Linked DNA regions of Sus scrofa: region 1 is linked to region 2. Evidence: chromatin contacts called from public HiChIP or PLAC-seq data. All regions are on one chromosome and are shown on one strand. The core of a region is the stretch at or near the end of the contact, and the rest is flanking DNA. Distances in the headings are between cores, read along the strand shown.

Region 1 (4,701 bases), core at 79-2,578, 89 kb after region 2:
TAATCCACACATCCCTTCAAAGGAACCTTGTCCAGGCAGATTTACTAAACAATTGCAAAATGCTTGAATTGTAAACCTATAGGAAAGTTAGTAGAAAACAGCTTTCCCCACTATTTGGGCATTTTTAGCTCCCCCCACCCCCCACTCTCTTTCTGCTTTGGCATTTTCATTAGAGTATGATATTTGACTCATTTTGAGAGCAAACACTATATTTTTCAGCTTTACTAATTTGAAAACCAGATGCTCTCTTTACTGACCCCAGGGGAGAGGGAAAATAACTTATCAACAATTGCACTTGGGTTTTCATTTTCTAGTTTTCAAACTCAGAATTCCATTATTACCTGTTGTGAGTGTCCTGTAAAGCAGGCTTCTAGCACATCACTGCCTCTGAGAACCACTCCTCCTTACCTTCTGTCTTCACTTCTGGTCCCTATTCCATTGCCCACAAAAAGCTAAACAAAGTATAAATCTAAGCTGTTATCTACTTTATATTGGAAACATTGTTTCAAAACTTGTGGTCAGAAAGCAGTAGGTCAATCTAAAAGAAAATAAATGAGGAACATAGAAACTACTTTCCACATCACAGTTCCAACATTCCATAAGAACTTATATTTAAGCAAGTATAGGTATCTGGGAGAGCTTTTGGACACATTAACCATTCTGAGAGAGGAACAGTCCAATCCAGTTTAAACTAGATTTTTACTCTTTGTAACCCATATGGCATTCCAAACATTTCTAAGCATTAGAATTACATCATTTTCTCTCTTTTTTCCTTTTAATACAAAGAGCCATTATATTCCATTTCACGACCTCTAAGTTCCCAATATCAAATTACCCAGCTGTTGTTTCAATCTCTCTCAGTTGCTAAGAGATGGAGATGATGGCAGACCAGACCAATTTTCTTCAACACAGAACTGCAAGTTGACATAAGAGGGAATGAGATTCAGCCAAAGCACAATGAGCCCAACAGTTGGCAGCCAGGCTGTGTGTCTTTTCACAGCTGCAGGAGACAGTTGGTTCAGAGAACTTTGTTGCCATTTCCCTGCCAACATCACTGCCATGTTTTCATGCTCTCTCCACAATGCTGCTCAGTAAAGAGAGGCATTTTCATTTGCATTATACAGATCAGCCTGTTGTTATACTGCCTCTCCTAGAATTAAGTGCCATGGCTAAAGACCATGATCTTGTCTGGGCCAAGCCCTTTAATACTACTAATAATAGTAATAATAATAGTAATAGTAATAAAAACACTTCAGTGAATGCTGTGAGAAGCATTATACTCTCCCACCACTTCTGACTGAGCCCACTGCTGCCAGGAGTGTTGGCTGCTTATTGCTCTCAGCTGAGACCCTCTCTGGGAATTACCCTCAGCTGCCTCACCCAAGGTCACACCCTTCCCTGGGCGCTTTCCACATTCAATGTCTGCTCAGTGGGAGGAGGTATAATGCCTGGCAGAGAAAGAGTAGGCACAGCTCTGTGGAGTTCCCCATAGAAGTGACTAAGGCGTCTATTGCAGCTGCACTGTGGTTCAACTCTTCCTCCTGCTTGATTTGACATCCATCACCTCTCTCGGGTGTTTTCCCCATGGTCCATCCCAATAAGCCTCCAGCATGACAATCTCAGAGCCTCAGAATCTGCTTCCTAGGAACTCAATCTACAAATACATCTCAAACCTCTGGTTTCTCTTAAGAAACAAGCCACTAGCCTTCTATAGATTGAAGTCTGAAAGAAATCTCATAAAGACTATTTCCCTTAGTTTATTCACAATAATTACACCAGTGCAAAAGTCATGACCCAGAATGCATGACACATGTGCTTACTCAGTAGAGTCCAGCAACGCAAGATCCAGTGTTTCATTTCATCTTAGCCAAACCTCAACATAAATAGAACAACTATAAAATGGAGGCAGATAATACAGATAGGAAACTATAAAGATTGTTTATACCCTGGATGGGGGTGCAAATGTCAATTAACACTATTTGTTCAATGAGGACATTAGCTGCAGCCCTGATAGGTGGTATTGGGTAAGACAATGTTAAAAGAGTTTACAATAAAAATTGAATAAAGGTAGAATAACCTCAGGGACAAGTGATACACTGGATTGTAAAACTAAGTCCCAGCTGATAGCCATGGGCTTAGATTGCCTCACTTTCAGGGAAGACATAAATGATGTAAGAAGCATATTTTCTGGCCATGCCCATGGTATGCGAAAGTTCCCAGGCAAGGGATCAAACCCATGCCACGGCTGCAACCCAAGTCACTGCAGTGACAATGCCAGATCCTTAACCTGCTGCACCACAAGAGAACTCCCTAAACTATGTATAAGAAGGTTCAGCATGGTAATCTATAGTTTCCAAAGTAACACCCAGCTTTTGCACTCTGGACCACAATGTGTTACTTTATTATATCTATCTGTCTGTAACTGGACTGAAGAACTGATCATGGATCAATAAACTTCTATCTCCTTTAGTTGTGTGACCATGAAACACTAGGAAAATGTGTAAATAAGTATAAGATGATAACATACACCACTGCACTTTGTGCTAAATTTAGTACAAATAATTATGGAGATAATGTGTTTATTATTTAAAATTTTTGAAATGTTTTAAAGAATCATAAATATAATATTGTCTTAAAGTTTTTATTTGAAATATTTAATAGATACCGGCTGTAATTTTAATAAAATTAAGATATGATTAGGAGTTCCCTTTGTGGCTCAGCGGTTAATGAAGCAGACTAGGATCCATGAGGTTGAGGGTTCCATCTCTGGTCTCACTCAGTGGGTTAAGGATCTGCCGTAGCATAGCCAAGAGTTGCAGTGCAGGTTGCAGATGCAGCTCAGATCTGGCATTGCTGTGGCTGTGGCGTAGGCCAGCAGCTGTAGCTCCAATTTGATCCTTAGCCTGAAAACTTCCATATGCTGAGAGTGCAGCCCTAAAAAGCACAAAAAAAAAGAAAGAAAGAAAGAAAGAAAGAAAGAAAGAAAGAAAGAAAGAAAAAGAAAAAGAATTTGATTAAATGTTTAGTCTAAAAAATGTAGTTTATTATTCGATTTATTACATTTTTCTAATTTGTCTAAGTGCACAGAAGGATTGGTTTAGGCTTATAGTACTCATCTAAGGTTAAAATATTTTAGTAAATTTAACTAATCTTGTGAATGATATTAATGTGTTAAATTTAGGAGCTAGCTGAACATTAATCAAAAAAGTTCTCTTATTTTTATATAAACTTACTAGATATATTGATAAAGAGACAGATAAGATGAAATTAAGGCTTAAGAAAAATCAAGCTTTAAAATTTCCAATTTTAATAATAATGCAATCTCTAAGCAATCCTTTCTATCTCAATTGTCAGGACTTATCTAAGCCTCACCTCCTGCTGCCTGTTCAAACTATGAGTCTCTCTATCACAGCAAACTTAAATATTTTGCTAGCATTTGCATACCCAACAAAGTTGGCAATTTTCTTCTCAGCTGCTTTAAATGGATCCCTCATTATGCTTCCCGAGAGATGAAGCTGATGGATCTGGTCGGGAAAGAACTGTGCCTTCTTTGTTCAGTCATTGATGTGAGTCCCAACAACAGCAGTGATACAATTTATATGGAATAAGTCATGAGTCAGATAAGAAAACCACGTAATTTTTATCAAAAAATGAAATACTGTAAATCCATAGTTATAATGAAAGTCCTTAGTCTTGGTTTGATTGACAGTCTTTCATGGATGCTGTTAGGCAGGAGTTAAGTCTCTGAAACAGTGCTTCTCAAATTTTAAAGGGCATATGGGTCACCTGGGCATCTTGTCAAGCTACAGGCTCTGATTCAGTAGGTCTGGGGCAGGGGGGAAGATTCTGCATACCCAGCAGTGTTACCATGTGTTGTCTAAGCTTCCAGTCCACAGACCACACGTTGGGTAGCAAAACTCTAAAACTCAGTACCCCAGTTCATGTTTCATAGCTTTTTTAGTGGTGAAGCTTCTCTGTTGGGGTGGCAGGAAGGGAGTCCTGTGCCTACGTACTAACCCTGAACCTAATATGGCATCAGTGCTTTTGCAGGAATTGATTTAAGGTTTTCTTGTTGAAATAGCAACTGAAGTTAAAGCAAATCAGTAATTGCCTACCATCTACAGGCTATTAGGAAAGAAAAAGAGAGACATTAGCCTTAAAAGAGATAAAATGTCATAAGGTGTGTCAATAAATATGTCCATTCTGATCATTAGGTAGCTGAAAGCATAATCCTTCATTTCAGAAACATATAATGCAATCTGTGTTTCATAACTTAAAGACATCTTTGAGCAGCATTTCTCTGGCTGACAAACCAAGAGTATGCTTTAGAAATCTGTTTTCTCTTAACTAGCAAGGCAAAGAAAGCTCACAAAGCTGTAGAGAACTGGTCTCTCTATTAACACTAGGTGGTGCTACAATACAAGTAAACTATAAATGTACGGTACATAATTCCCCCTGCCAGGATTCAATTTTTAATAATTTAATTAATCATTAAATCTTGGCTACTTTCTCACAGATGAAGTTCAGAATTGATATTGAGTTTATCATACAGATTATTGAATGTGTTTCAAAAGTTTTCCCCTTCTAGGAAACACTACAGAAAGCTTCAGTTCAATGTTAATTAACCTGATAGTTATTAAAATGTATAAACATTTTGTGCAGTGTTTTTTTCTTTTTTTTCTTTGTTGCTATATTTAGGGC
Region 2 (4,671 bases), core at 1,696-4,195:
AGTTCCAACTTTTTTTCTTGTGATGAGAACTTTTAAGATATACTCTCAACAATTTTCAATTATATGATACAGTATTATTAACTATAGTTACCCTGCTGTCATTACATCCCCAGGGCTTAACTTTTTTTATAACTTAAGTGCATACCTTTTAACCACCTCCTTTTGGTGTTAATATGAAAATAGCTTGACCTTGTGGCACCCTGAAAGGATCTTGGGAACCCCCAGAGGTGCCTGGACCATCTCTGAAAACCTCTTTTACAGATCACCCCAAGTGCTCCGAAGCCAACAGAAAGGCATCGAAACCCAGGCTTGGGGCATCAAGGAGGGTTTCTTGTTGGAAATCACAACTAGGCTGAGTCCTGAAAGATAAGCGTATGTGACTCAGAAAAAGAAGAGAAGGCACAGAAAGGAGCTGGGAAAAACACCCTTGGCAGATGAAATCCAATAGAGAACAGCTCATTCTGAGAACTGTGAGTGGCTGAGCATGGTTAATGCTCTGGAGGCAGAGAGAGAATCTGAGAAGTGAGGCATGTACACCGCACTCTGGAGACTGGACTTTATCCTAAGAGCAATGGGGGTAGTCAGTGGAGTTCTGAAGCGGAAGAGAGAATTGGATTAGCATCTTAGAAGACTCACCGTGGCTCAGCATGAAGAGTGAGTTGTCAGGTGTAAGGCTAAGATTGGAAAAGCCAGTTAAAAGGCTGCTACCCTACTCTATGAAAAATTCGATGAGGGCTAGACTGAGGTGGCAACAGCAGACATAGAGGGAACACGCACGACTGCAGAGAGAGACAGAAATTAAAATGGACAAGACCAGTTGAATGTGATGGATAAAAAATGTCAGAAATTTGTTAGAATCTGAGATGACCGCCAACTTTGAATTTTGGTTGGACATACTATTCTTTGAAAGAAGCAATAATATATCTAGAAGGAAGAAGTAAGTTGTAGGCATGTGATAAGCCTGCTATTAGAGTTTGGTTTCTGAGATGCGGAGCTGGATAGAGAAAGCAGCACACAGCTAGTACTGGAGACCACAGGCGTGGATGAGACCTAGCAACAGTGTATAGGGGCAGAGCCACTGTGTCTTTTACAGGTTGAGGCCCCACAGTGCAAGGCACTCAATTTTATTCACCCCAGTCCTTCATTGAGTCTGTCTCAGTGGTTCCTGATACCAGCTGTATCCCCAAATCAACTGTGAAACAGACCAAATTCAGAGAAGGGCAATCTGCCTCAAAGTCCCTCAGGAATACAAAGATTAGGAGTCAACATCTGAGGGGCACGAGGAACATTTTCAGGTTGATCGGGGGGGAAAAAAAATAAGTCCTTGCTGCCCCTTTGTGACAAGCTTGCAGATCTGGTGTAACCAGGAGACACAGATGTGCTAATAGGAAGAAGCCCTCTCAGCAGAAGCACGTTCTAGTTGTAAAATGAGGTTGCTGAGTTTGACAATTCCTCATGCCTTTCTGACCATTAAAACACCTGTGGTTTTTGCATCGAGAGCCTCCTCAAAGTCAGAGATGTTTGGATGACTTACCTGTTCTCTCGCAGTTAGACAGGGTGCTGGTCTTTGGTGACTTCCTCACATCTTCCCAATGTTTCCTACCCACTCTCCCCAGAGCTATCCTACAAGATCCAGCTTAACACTCTTCTCCCAGCCAATCACCCCAACCTAGTGCTACCAACACATTTTCTCACTTTTTCCATCTTTAGCAGCCAGGGGTCTGAGGGATAGTTCTAAACCTGTGGGTTTTCCTCCCATAATACAGTGTAATGACCTTCCCTCTGGTTAAAGAGTGCTGCGGGAATTATTATTTATAAGTACATAATTATAAATAAATATTATAAATATGTATAAATACAAATTATAAATAAATATGTAATATTTATAAGGTTGCTGTGTGACAATATTATAAACTAGAAGGTTGTTTGTATTTATCTGAACACACATTCATAGCATAAATTTCCCTGCATAAACTTCCTAAGGTGTCAGAGAAGTGCATTAACTAAAATTATTGGGCCAATTAGAGGAGAATTATCTGTAATACGGCGTAAGATTCATCCATCAAGGCAGAAGGCCCAGGGTCTCACAGAGAAGAGGGGTGCAGGAATCTAGGGAGACTGCCACCGGTCCTAGGAAGGAGGAGTGGTGGCCTTAACCATTGTGGGTGGGGTTGGGTAGGAGGCTGAAGCTTCATAATGACCAAGAAGGCTGAAGATAAGAGGAGAAAACCGGGTGATGGCATTTGATCCCTAAAGGCCAAAGCCATCTACATGCAAAGAGCTGCTAAGGCCGGACCCCTCCCCTCCCAGAGTAGTAATAACAACAATAACGATCATAGGAGATAACATTTACCGAATGCTTAGCACATTCCAGGTACTATTCTGAGCTCTTTACACATTTTAACACATTTAATCGTCAAAAAGACCTCTACTTTTAACCCTATTTTTGCAAGAGAGGAAACGGGCAAGGCAACCTAGGTGACAAATGCACAGAACCCCATCAGTCTGAAAAATGGAAAGCTCCTGGGCCTGAGCTGACAGGCAGCACCTTTCTCGGGTAAAGTTGCTTATTCACCATGCAAATCTCAGGCCAATCATCTTTATATGGGTGGCATTAACCACTTCAGGTGGGGGTTGCGAAGGTGGCTGAAGACATGATCTGACATCATGAGTGACCCTGACACGTTCCACACTCTCGGAGCGATTTGCCCTCATGCTGTCTGAACAGAGCACAAACAGCAGTGCTGACAGTTAACTTTAAGACATCACAACAGCCAACCTGCCAAAATGAATGTTTCCAGTTTCCTTCATTTAGCTGACCTTATTTGCTATAAATTCAGGTTAATCCATAGTTAATTCTTACTGGGTTACTCACTTGTTTACTGTCACCATTGTCCCAGGTCTCTTGGCATCTTACACACTCTGGCCAGGCCCCAAATTCCTCTAGGATGTCTGGCCCTTCTCATCTTTCAGTGCTGGGAATGAGGCATGAAGAGGTTCAGAGCGCCAGGCTCATGAACGTCACAGCCTCACACTCGCTTACCATTAGGGTCTTCTAAGGGGAATTCACCCAGAATTCCATGGAACAGAAAGAAATTCCATGTTGAAGGGATATATTCCAGTGAATCTTTTATGGAGAAGTAGCTGCATCCCTTAGTTTTGCCTCTTTGTCTCATAAAATTTCAGAACTGAGAGGTATCTTAGAGGTCACCCAATTCAATTATTTCCGAATGTTTATTTTTCGAAACTGAGGCTTGGGAAGTTACGTCTCTTTCCAAGGTCACAATGCTACAGAGGTGCAGAATTAAGATGCTTATTCTAGTTCTACTATTGTTGATGCTAATTTCCTGAATTCATAGGAAATGTCACAATAATGATAAAACTAGTATTTATGTAGCCTTTGGAGTTTATAATGACCTTTTGCTCTTTGTGATTATAATAATCTGTGCAGTGGTGTGACAAATATAATTAATATCCCATTTTAAAGACTAGGAGATTTAAACAGTAAATTTTTGCGACTTATTCAGTTTTTCATAATTTAAAAGTGGAGGGCTGTGAATTGAGCCCAGAGCTCCTGCCTTTAAGTTTCATACCCTTAAGTAAATTACTGACTTCTCTATGTATCTCTGTCCTCATTGGTAAAATGGGGATATAACAAGTGTCTTCATCAAAGAGGGATTTTTCCTTGCGAATTAAATGCTATGATATGTTATATAAATAAACGTATTAGCATCTTGCCTGACATGTTGTAAGTGGTAATTAATGCCAAGAGTTTGTTTGTTGTTATTGTTTGTTTTTCTCTTTACAGCCACACTTGTGCATGTGGAAGTTCCCGGGCTAGGGGTTGAATCGAAGCTGCAGCTGCCAGCCTACAACACAGCCACATCTAACACCTATCCAAGCTGTATCTGTAACCTATGCTGCCCTGCAGCAATGCCAGATCCTTAACCCACTGAGCGAGGCCAGGGATTGAACCCTCAATCCTCATGGATACTAGTTGGGTTCGTTAACACTGAACCACAACGGGAACGCCAACAAAATGTAATTTAATCATAGCTTTTTCATGCCAAGAAAATAGCAAAGAACTATTTTCATCTTAATGTCTAAAACTCCAAACAAAAAACTGCACCTGAATTATACATTTCAGAAGCTAAAATCCAGATGCAGTGACTAGCAGTAGCCGCACGGTGGTGCTACATCATCATTGATAAAGCCTTAAGACCCAGACATTTCTGCAGAAACCAAACTGACGCAGGACTGAAATATTCCTACTGCGTTAACCAGGAAGCAATCTGCTTAGGCTCCCTGTGGTTCTTCTCCTACAACCTTGAGCAATGACCTTGACATACTGTCTCAACAAATCCATTAGTAATGTTAACTCACAGGTTTTTGCTGGCCATTGCAACAAATAAAATATACACAAAAGAATATCATCCTTTTTTCTTAGCTTTTTTTTTTTAAAAAAATGTTATATGTTAATTTAGGATTCTCGACTTGGATTTATCCACATAATTTGCATATAAGATAACATTTACCTCTGTCCTGTTCATCCATTGTACATCTCAATTTCACATGTCCTTTGGAACCATTTATTAAAAGTCCTTACACTTCCTAGCCCCACAAGCCTAAGCTTGAAATCTTAACTCTTGTGACCCCTTCCTCCACTCTCTT

What was found. HiChIP or PLAC-seq counts read pairs in DNA pulled down with a chosen protein or histone mark.
Region 1: a contact with region 2 is called in an H3K27ac HiChIP or PLAC-seq map of skeletal muscle. The contact joins two enhancer-like sites. A contact is called at or near these places in 14 of 47 Hi-C or Micro-C datasets (adipocytes, alveolar macrophages, embryonic fibroblasts and 8 more) and 1 of 2 datasets of contacts at active chromatin or transcription factors (skeletal muscle).

The regions. Positions count from the first base shown.
Region 1 is chr7:67,246,488-67,251,188 of Sscrofa11.1, forward strand. The region is part of intron 4 of AKAP6 (A-kinase anchor protein 6); the gene reads right to left. Among named protein-coding and RNA genes, the nearest start is that of AKAP6, 210 kb to the right of the region's middle. Within about 2 kb of position 1,329, at least 15 of the 83 cell types and tissues checked have an H3K27ac peak or open chromatin away from gene starts, as enhancers often do. A contact at or near this core is called in fetal skeletal muscle and skeletal muscle, where this site is marked.
Region 2 is chr7:67,156,211-67,160,881 of Sscrofa11.1, forward strand. All of the region lies in intron 6 of AKAP6 (A-kinase anchor protein 6), which reads right to left. Among named protein-coding and RNA genes, the nearest start is that of AKAP6, 300 kb to the right of the region's middle. Within about 2 kb of position 2,946, at least 10 of the 83 cell types and tissues checked have an H3K27ac peak or open chromatin away from gene starts, as enhancers often do. A contact at or near this core is called in fetal skeletal muscle and skeletal muscle, where this site is marked.